2 separate regions of the Sus scrofa genome follow, and region 2 is linked to region 1. A link is a contact called in public Hi-C data. All regions are on one chromosome and are shown on one strand. Each heading gives the region's core, a stretch centred on a gene start, on an enhancer-like site or on the middle of the called end of the contact. The rest is flanking DNA. Distances are from core to core; before and after follow the strand shown.

What was found. A called contact is a pair of places that touch in the nucleus more often than the background predicts.
Region 2: a contact with region 1 is called in a Hi-C map of skeletal muscle, with 5 times the contacts expected there. The contact joins the promoter of TCHP here to the promoter of C14H12orf43 in region 1. A contact is called at or near these places in 1 of 5 promoter capture datasets (fetal liver) and 8 of 47 Hi-C or Micro-C datasets (embryonic fibroblasts, fetal heart ventricle, heart right ventricle and 4 more).

The regions. Positions count from the first base shown.
Region 1 is chr14:40,896,465-40,901,199 of Sscrofa11.1, reverse strand. C14H12orf43 reads left to right here and starts at 2,103. Exons shown (of 6, transcript XM_001929089.4): 1 at 2,103-2,321. The coding sequence starts at 2,195. OASL (2'-5'-oligoadenylate synthetase like) reads left to right here. Exons shown (of 5, transcript NM_001031790.1): 5 at 908-1,150. The coding sequence ends at 1,103.
Region 2 is chr14:41,076,285-41,081,027 of Sscrofa11.1, reverse strand. It overlaps TCHP (trichoplein keratin filament-binding protein), which reads left to right and starts at 3,384. Exons shown (of 13, transcript XM_003483443.4): 1 at 3,384-3,537.

The DNA of each region.
Region 1 (4,735 bases), core at 854-3,353:
TATTTATTCAACATTTACCTAGAGGAGAGAGGCTTGGTGGCAGCCCAACTCCCAACCTCTCCTCTGCTGAGGCAGAGGAGATGGGTAAGAATGCCATCTTCAGGTTGGGAGAACTTAGAGAGGTCCATGCCTCAGTTTCCTCATCTGTAAAATGGGGAAAATCATTATCGCCATCATCATCATAGTTCCTACCTGATAGTATTGTTGTAGTGGAGTTCTCGTTGTGGCTCAGTGGAAATGAAGCTGACTAGGATCCATGAGGATGTGGGTTCAATCCCTGGCCTCACTCAGTGGGTTAAGGATTTGGCATTGCCATGAGCTGTGGTGTAGGTCGTAGACACCACTCAGATCCCATGTTGCTACGGCTGTGGTGTAGGCTGGCAGCTGCAGCTCACATTTGACCCCTAGCCTGGGAACCTCCATGTGCAGCAGGTGTGGCCCTAAAAAGAAAAAAAAAAAATTGTTGTAGGGATCAAAATAGGTTAATTCATGTAGGGTCTGATCCAGTGCCTCAATAAACATAGTTTAATGGTGGTGGTGGTGGTGTTACTGTTATCCCAAGCAGTTCAGCAGCTCTAGCCTCAAGCTCACTTATGTATCTGGCTCAGCAAAACAAAAGCTCTGAACGTAAGAGGCCCACCTGCCCAAGTGGGCCACTGGTATTGTTCCAGCATGCCTTTCGGGGTCTCACTTCCTATACACCTTGAAAATTCCTTGCAAATACCTAAAGCACTCTCCCTAAAAGGAATTCTTAGAATCCTCTCCATTCTCTAACTCTCCGGCAATGTTTGGAGGCCTCCCGGGCTCTGGACATTCCAGATGCTCAGAAGATTGCCGGGAATATTTTTTTCTGGCTTGTAGGCCTCCAAACAAGAAAGAACCTGAGCACCCTCTCTCTGTGTTGCAGGCCTATCATCCTGGATCCGGCTGACCCCACCTACAATGTGGCCTATGGCTACAGATGGGACATAGTCAGTCAGAGGGCCAGACAGTGCCTGAAACAGTGCTGTTGCCATAACAACAAGAGCCCAGTCCCCCCGTGGTATATAAAGCCTTCCCACTACACTGCTTGCTTCAGAGTCTCAGCCAAAGGCTGTGACTGATTCCCTGGCAATAACAATTCAGGAATAAATAATCTTTGTTCATTCTCTTTTGGGTGGTCTTTGTTTCTTTCCACGGGCGCCAATGCTGTCCTAGAGATTATTGCTTAATCATTTGAGCCTCTTGGAGTATCTGTCATGGCTCAGAGGAAACGAATCTGACTGGTATCCATGAGGCCACAGATTCAATCCCTCGCCTCGCTCAGTGGGTATAAGGATCCTGTAATTGCCATGAGCTGTAGTGTAGGTTGAAGACTCGGCTCAGAGCCCTCGTTGCTGTGGATTCCACTCTTAGCCTGGGAACCTCCATATGCTGCAGTTTTAGCCCTAAAAAGACCCCCCCCCCCAAAAAAAATCATTTCATTTGCGCTTCTCAACGCTGAAAAGTGAGGACTGTGGGGAAACTGAGAAGATAGGCTAAGTCTGGGAGAGCAAGGATGACGCAGTGTTAAAAATCCCCTCAACTCCCAAAACATATGCACAAAGAGTATCTAATGGTCCAAGAACTTAAGGAAAGTAATAGTATCATTATTATCAAAGGACGTTATGTAATCAGATTTACTCCAATCAACCTATTAAAAGTTAGGTCTCATTTTCCTCATCAAGAAAAGGATGCGGGAGTTCCCATCGTGGCGCAGTGGTTAACGAATCCGACTAGGAACCATGAGGTTGCGGGTTTGGTCCCTGCCCTTGCTCAGTGGGTTAATGATCCAGGCGTTGCCGTGAGCTGTGGTGTAGGTTGCAGATGGGGCTCGGATCCTGCGTTGCTGTGGCTCTGGTGTAGGCTGGCGGCCACAGCTCCGATTAGACCCCTAGCCTGGGAACCTCCATATGCCGCCGGAGCGGCCCAAGAAATAGCAAAAAGACAAAAGAAAAGGATGCATTAGTTGATTTCTCAGGCACTTCCAGCTCTCACGTTTGAGGAAAACCTTAGGATAGTACAAGGCCAACGGCGACGTAAGTTTGAGAACTACAATACCCACAATGCCCTGCGCTCCCCTTCGCTCTTTGTGGGGTCATGGAGAAGGATCGCTCCAGGAGGCGCTCCCCACAATCCTTTGCGGTGACACAAGGTGGCGGCGCCCAGTGGTTCCATGAGCTACTTGGAGAGTAGTAGCAGCAGTAGCAGCGATGCAGAGGAGCTGGAGCGGTGCCGAGAGGCGGCAATGCCGGCCTGGGGTTTGGAGCAGCGCCCGAGAGGCCTGGAGAAGCCAAAAGCCGGTAGGGGACTATATTCGGGGAATCTGGCCGAAGGGCATAGGATCTTCTGCGGCCTGAGAGAATGGATGGTGAGGAGGGACTCGACTTCTTTCCCTGAGAAGTCTCTGGGGTCAGGGGTTCAGATTTAAAGCGCGGACAAGTACAGCAGGGAGAATCGTTCCATTATCCCATTCAGGGAAACCAAGGCACCAGGATGTCTCTTGACTCTGCTTCCTTGGGGTCCGTCCTAACTGTGACGCACTGGGCAGCCCTCTCCCTCTCCCAGATGACTGCAACAATCCCCTTCTCACATTCAGTCTTTTCCCGCTACCAACACATTCTCATACCCTGGGGCTGCCAGCGAACTGTACCCAACATGTATCTCTGATCCTGACTTCCTAGTGCCCTGGGAATAAATCCAACGCCTTTTAACATAAGGGTACCCAAATTATGGTCAGAATTCAGAGGGTCAGTGAATCTGAAAGGGAAAAATATTTCATTTATACTCTTATTAATCTCTGAAATTTAGCATCTGTTTTCATCATGCATGTGAACAACAAGCCACAGTAGTTTTGGCAATACCTGTTACTTACAAAAGCTACAGGTTTTCATATCTCGTTTCAGCCTTTGCAGATATATCAAAATATTTTATTCACAATAAAATGTTGAAAAAAATCATTTACACGCATCTCTGTAATTTCTTAGTTCTCTTATTGGCGCAGTGGGCACAAGGATCTGGAATTGTTGCAGCGGCTTGGGTCGCTTCTGTGACACAGGTTCAGTTCTTGGCCTGGGAATTTCCACATGCTGCAGGCCTGGCCAATAAAATAAAATAAAATTATGGTAATTTGTATACCCATTAGTAGATCTTATTTAATGCATTAATGAAGAAGTATATATATTAACAATAACACAAACTTGGTGTTTTTCTATTAACAATAAGTGAAGTTCATATCACTGGTCTTCTTTGTAATCCTATGTGTTATATTTTTTTGCATCTAAACTATTGCTCTGAGAAGGGATCCAGGCTTTACCAGACTGCCAGAGCAGACCATGGCAAAGCAAGGTTAAGAATCCCTGTTTTTTTTTTTTTTTTTTTTTTTTTTTTTTTTTTTTTAAAGGACTTACAGGCCCTTTGGTAATCCTTTTCCTGCCTACCTGTCCCTTCTTACCTTCCTGCCACACTGCACACTTCCTGTGGGTAGGCTCCAGACTCATCTCTGGGCACCGTAACTACTCTGAGGTTTTCATTTTCTTTTCTTTCTTTCTTTCTTTTCTTTTTTTTCTTTTCTTTTCTTTTTTTTTTTTTTTTTGTCTTTTTTTTCTAGAGCCGTACCCTGGCATATGGAGGTTCCCAGGCTAGGGGGTCTAATCAGACCTGTAGCCACCTCCACAGCCACAGCCACAGCAATGCAGGATCCGAGCCACGTCTACAACCTACACCACAGCTCACGGCAATGCCGGATCCTTAACCCACTGAACAAAGCCAGGGATCGAACCCACAACGTCATGGTTCCTAGTTGGATTCCTTAACCACTGAGCCATGATGGGAACTCCTGCAGTTTTCCTTTTTTATATAGAGAAATGTCCTTCCATCTCTGTCACTCACTGGCAGTTAGAATTTGGGCAAGGTATTTAAATCTCACTTTACCTCAATTTCCTCATCTGTAAAGTGGGAATGATGGTAGTGCCCACCCCATAAGTTTGCGAAGTAACTGAGATGATGCACCTGCAGTGCTTGACGCATATTAAAGACCCAGTAAAGTCACTTATGATGGAGCATGATAATGTGAGAAAAAAGAATGTGTGCATGTATGTGTAACTGGGTCACCATGCTGTACAGTAGGAAAAAAAAATTGTATTGGGGAAATAACAACAACAACAACAAAAGACCCAATAAGAGCAGTAATTATGTAGTTAGTCTCTCTTCATGGATTGCTTTCCCCCTCCTCCTTCATGGATCGTCTGATCCCCACTCATCCTTTAATACAGCTGAGATACCGTCTCTTTGGGAAAGCAGGGTTACATACCTTTTCTCCATCATCGTCATACTTTGTGGGATTCCCTTCATATATAATGCTTTCCTTTCTTCTACAGTTGCCTCTTATCTTTTTTCCTTTCAACCCTGAGTCCCCAGCACTTAGAGTCAACTCTGGCCCATACTTGCTCTACAAATATTTATTGAGTGAGAGGTTACATGATGTGGACTTTGCAAGGGCTGGGATCCCTTCACCACGGTATTCCCCAGGGCCTACACAGTGCTCAGGAAAATAGTTCTTAAATGAATGAACTTGCCCAGAAGGCACCTGTAATGAGTGAGAAGTTGAGACTCCAGCCAGCCTCCCAGTCCAGTTGCTTCTGCCTTGACAGAATGGGTTCCCGTGTGGTAGTGGAAGGAGGACCTGATTTTAAGCACCAGCTCTGATGCAGTCCCT
Region 2 (4,743 bases), core at 2,135-4,634, 180 kb before region 1:
AATAAAAATGAAAATCACTCCCAATCCTGGCCCTTCATGATAGCCACTGTTTCTGGTGAAAAAGCCCTTTTACACTTTTTTCTTAGGAATACATACATTTATTATTATTGTTGTTGTTGTTGTTTTGTCTTTTTTAGGGCCACACCCATGGCATATGAAGGTTCCCAGGCTAGGGGTTGAATCAGAGCTGCAGCTGCTGGCCTATGCCACAGTCACAGCAACGCAGGATCTGAGCTCGTCTATAACCTACACCACAGCTCATGGCAATGCCAGATCCTTAACCCACTAAGCCAGGCCAGGGATAGAACCTGCATTCTTATGGATGTTAGTCAGATTTGTTTCCACTGAGCCACAGCATGAACTCCACATCCATTTATTATTATTTCTGTCGTTATTGTTATTAAAATGCAGAACTGGGGCTCTGAGAGGCAGCTCCACAGTCCCAGGGTCTTTGAGCTCACCTGTCTACTTCTGCCTCCTTGTCTTCAGGGGAGGGTGGGAAGCCCAGGCCAGGAATAAAGAGAGAAACTGGGGTAGTTGATGTTGAAACACTGTAAAAACCCAGCATAGATAAATGTGCCTTGGCAATGCCACCTGCTAATTAAGTAAGGGCATTGTGTAGCCTCCAGCCCTGTCACATTTCAGTACCAGCGAGCTGCTGCCATGTCATCATGCCATCTCTCCATTTCTGTTTTCTCCTCCTGTGCCAGGACACCCCAAGACAAGTCCAAGAACAGCCCCAAGGAGGAGTGTGCTGGCACAGGGCCTGGAGCGTGCAGTGTCCACATCGACGGTTGCCTGCCAGGACTTCCCCTCCTGGCCTCCTGTGGGCCATAGTCATCAACTTGTCACTAAATATTTAATATTGCTGAACTCTTTATATGGCCCAGCTGATCCACATCTGCTGGCCTCTTTTACACCAGCTAACCACAAGCTGCTGGAAAAGCAGACTGAAAAGAGGTTCATGAGCTCTGGAAGTTGGGTGTAAATCCTGGCTCTCATTGTCCTTGCTTTGTGACTTCAAGAAATTACTTGGCCTTTCAGGGTCTCAGTTTCCTCATCCGCAAAATGGGGGCAGGAATCTCCCATGTTAGAGGGAAGCTTAAACAAGAAAAAACAAGGAAAAGCATCTGGCACGTGTTGAGTATTCAAACAATGTTAGTTCCTTCTTGGTTTTTTTTGTTGTTTTTGTTGTTTTTTGGTGTTTTTGCTTTCTTTAAACACCATCTTCCCCTTTTTCTTTTGCAGGACTCAAAGTTAGAGGGAATCTGCTCACTCATTGTCAATGAATATTTATTGTGCCTGCTCTATGCCAGACACTGGAACCACAGCATGGAGGGTAATGAGCACTACCCTCATGGTACTGCAGAGAGGGAATTAATAGAGCTGGGTTCAGTTCCCTGGATCTACCACTTACAAGCTATTGTTCCTTGGGCAAGCGCTGTCCCGAAAAAAGAAGCCCAGAGGTTATGGCCCAGGGTCTCAGGCTTCCAGGACCAGGCCAGTCAAGCCTTAGGCCCTTGAACCCACTGGTGGAGCTTGTTTGTTCCCTTAAGGTCATTATACAGATGAGGCAACTGAGGTCCAGAGAGCGGAAGGCCCTTGTCCAAGAGGGACAAAATCCAGGAACTGAAGGCAAGTCTCTCACAATAAAATCCACACATTTCTGAAGTTCCTCCCACACTCAAGGAGGCCCAGTAACAAGTATTTTTTATATGTACTCTTTTGTTGTCAGGGCTGCTCTGGCTGGGCTGATCAGGGTGGGTACCTACTTCCCCTCTTCATTGGGGACACATGGAAGATTGGCCAAAAGCTTGGTCAAAGAGGGCGAAACCAATCAGAGGCTAACCCTGGGGCAGGGCAGATGTTGAACAAACACATGTCAAGTAAAGTGAGATGTGAGAGAGTGTGGGCCCCTGTGGGACAGCAGGTGCTCTGCACCTAGGTGTGCTCCATTTAAACCTTCATTGCATCTCACAAGGGTAACCCTAGAAGGCAGCCCTGTTGGTATTCTTGTTAAAAGATAAACTGAGGCACAGTAAAAATGTCAAGACTTATTGATTTGAATCAGGTAGCACTGAACCGAATGTGTACGGGCAGAACCTAGGAGAGAGGTTTTTGCAGAGAAGATGTGGAAACGAGGAAATCATTTGATTGCCTGCCGCTTAAGTAACTGCCTTGTTTGGGAAAGTCTCATTGGCTATTTGGTTTTTTACTTTTCTTTTCTTTTTTTTTTTTTGCTTTTTAGGGCTGCACTTGCGGCATATGGAAGTTCTCAGGCTAGGGGTCAAATCTGAGCTACTGCTGCCAGCCAGACTATGCCACAGCCACAACAACGCAGGATCCGAGCCAAGTCTGCGACCTACACCACAGCTCACTGCAATGCCGGATCCTTGACCCGCCAAGCGAGGCCAGGGATCAAACCTGCGTCCTCTGGTTCCTAGTCAGATTTGTTCCACTGCACCATGACGGGGAACTCCCTCATTGGCTCTTTGGGATTGGTAAATTTCACTAGCTCAGATGAATCTGACCTAGGTTTAGGTTTGCTTGCATAGGCTACCAAAGGGTCAGAGCCTCCCCAGTCAAATGGCCGCCTTTCTCAATTACTTTAACATTCTCATTTTACAGATGAGGATGCTGAGGCATGGAGTGATGAAGTGACCTGTCCAAGACCACACATCTAGCATGGTCAAGGCTGCAACAGAGGCCACTACATTCAAAGGACATTACTCTGCATCCAGGAAAAAGAGAGAAGCGGACAAGGGATGAAGGAATGAAGGGAAAAAGAAATTAAGGCAAGAATGAGAAAATGAAAAGAACATGAATGAAAGAGTGAATATTTTATTATTTATTTTAATGGAATGATTGATACTTAATACATGTAACACATGCGAGCTATAAAACACACTAAGAGAATGAACACCCTTGAACCCACCACCATCCTAAGACAATAGAAAGTTACTAATAACTCATACCTATTTACATCGGCAGTTCTTTGAGCTGGCTGCACGTTGGATGCACCTGGGGAGCTTACACAACCACTGATACCCTCAGGGAGCTTGATGGGATTTCTCTGGAGTTTGGCTTGGACATCTGGATTGTTAAGAGCTCCCAGATGATTCTCATGTGGCTTATATATCCCCTTCTATATTCTTCTGATTTCCCCCAACCCTCATCCTTGTCTCCCCTATGTAGCCACCATTCTGAATTTGGTGTAGTGAACGGATTCTTTTCTTCTTTCCTTCCCAGTTTACAGGACCAGTGATGTTTGCGATTGAGCTCCCGCCCACCACGCGGGGGCGCCAGAGAGAAACACAACCTCTTTTTCTTTCCTTCAGAGCGGCCAGCAATCGCGCGGGAGGAAGTTTGGCCCTCGCCGCGCCCCGTCACTGGCCCGTTGCCCCGACAACGATAGGGGGAAAAGGCTGGTGGGTGCATCGCTTCCCCGGAGCGTCTTGCCGGCTGGGCTCGGCTTAGTTGGGGCGTACGGGAGCTCGGGCTGGGGCACTCTTCCGAATCTCCGGGGTGCAGAGAAACGTGAGTCTGGGGTTTGGGCTTGGCCGGGGTCCGGCGTTGGGGACGGGACCCGCAGAGCTCCGCTACAGTCAGGCCCGCGCTGGCGGGAAGCTCGCCCGCCTACCCGAGACGGCGATCGCTGGGCTTGCGGGGGTTCGACTTCCGGTCCTCACTTTGCTCCCTGCGCGCGATCTGGGTCCTACACTTGCCTGTGTAACCGCTTTTGTCATTCGTGGCCGTTGAGGCTGAGAGAGGGATTCGACTAGTTCAGGGAGCAGCCCATTTTGTTGGTGGCCGATCCAGGACTGGAATCCTACATTTCTTGATTCCTGGTGCAAAGTTTATCTGCAGGCGGATCACAGGACTAGGAAGAAAGTTTGTCAAGCCTGGCACAGTCTTAAGACAGATCATAAACTGGCAGCCTCAGGCTAAACTTGGCTCATAGAAGCAGATTATTTCCCTCCAGGTTTGGAGGGCTCTGAGTTTGCTTATTCAATAGACGCTCCTTAAGCACGAGCATAGCCAGACACTGTGTAGACCCTGGACATGGGGCAGCTTTTGGACCAGAGGAAGAGGTGTCCGGAGTCAGACTGGTTCTGCTGTCGGGTCTCCAGAGTGCTCCTTGATCTGCAAGTCGATTCCTCTCTGAGTTGTAGTTTCTCCATCTGTAAAATGAGGGGTCTCCCTTCTTGCTAATCCAGAGCACTTCCAGGTGTGACACCTGGATTGGGCTCCTCTTTGGGAGTTGCCAAAGGGATCCCAACAGGCAGCCTCTCGCTGTCTGCAAAGCCAGGGCCCTCCTCTCAGACTGACAGGAAATGGGATCCCCTAGCTTTTATAAAGTTTCTCTACTTCCTGGCCTTGTGATCTTGAGCAAGTTGTTTTACCTTTTTGAACTTAAGTTTTCTCACCTATCCAAATAATGGGGTGAGAGTAACATCAAAAAAGGCCATACATGTCATGAGCTTGGCACACAAACACATCTCTTAAGTTATCGTCTCTGTTACTTTAGGCAGTGCATAGAAGTCACCAGTGTGCTTGTCTAGCATTGCCAGGACTGGTCCTCTATGTCTGTGGTTCCCTTGATGACATCTAGCTCACAGCTGGGTGCAGTCCAGGCTTATTTAAATAGATGATTTGCAGCCCCAGTGGCAAGTCTTTATTTTTTTTAAATTGATATATAGTTGATTTACAATATTGTATTAGTTTTAGGTATACCGCACAATG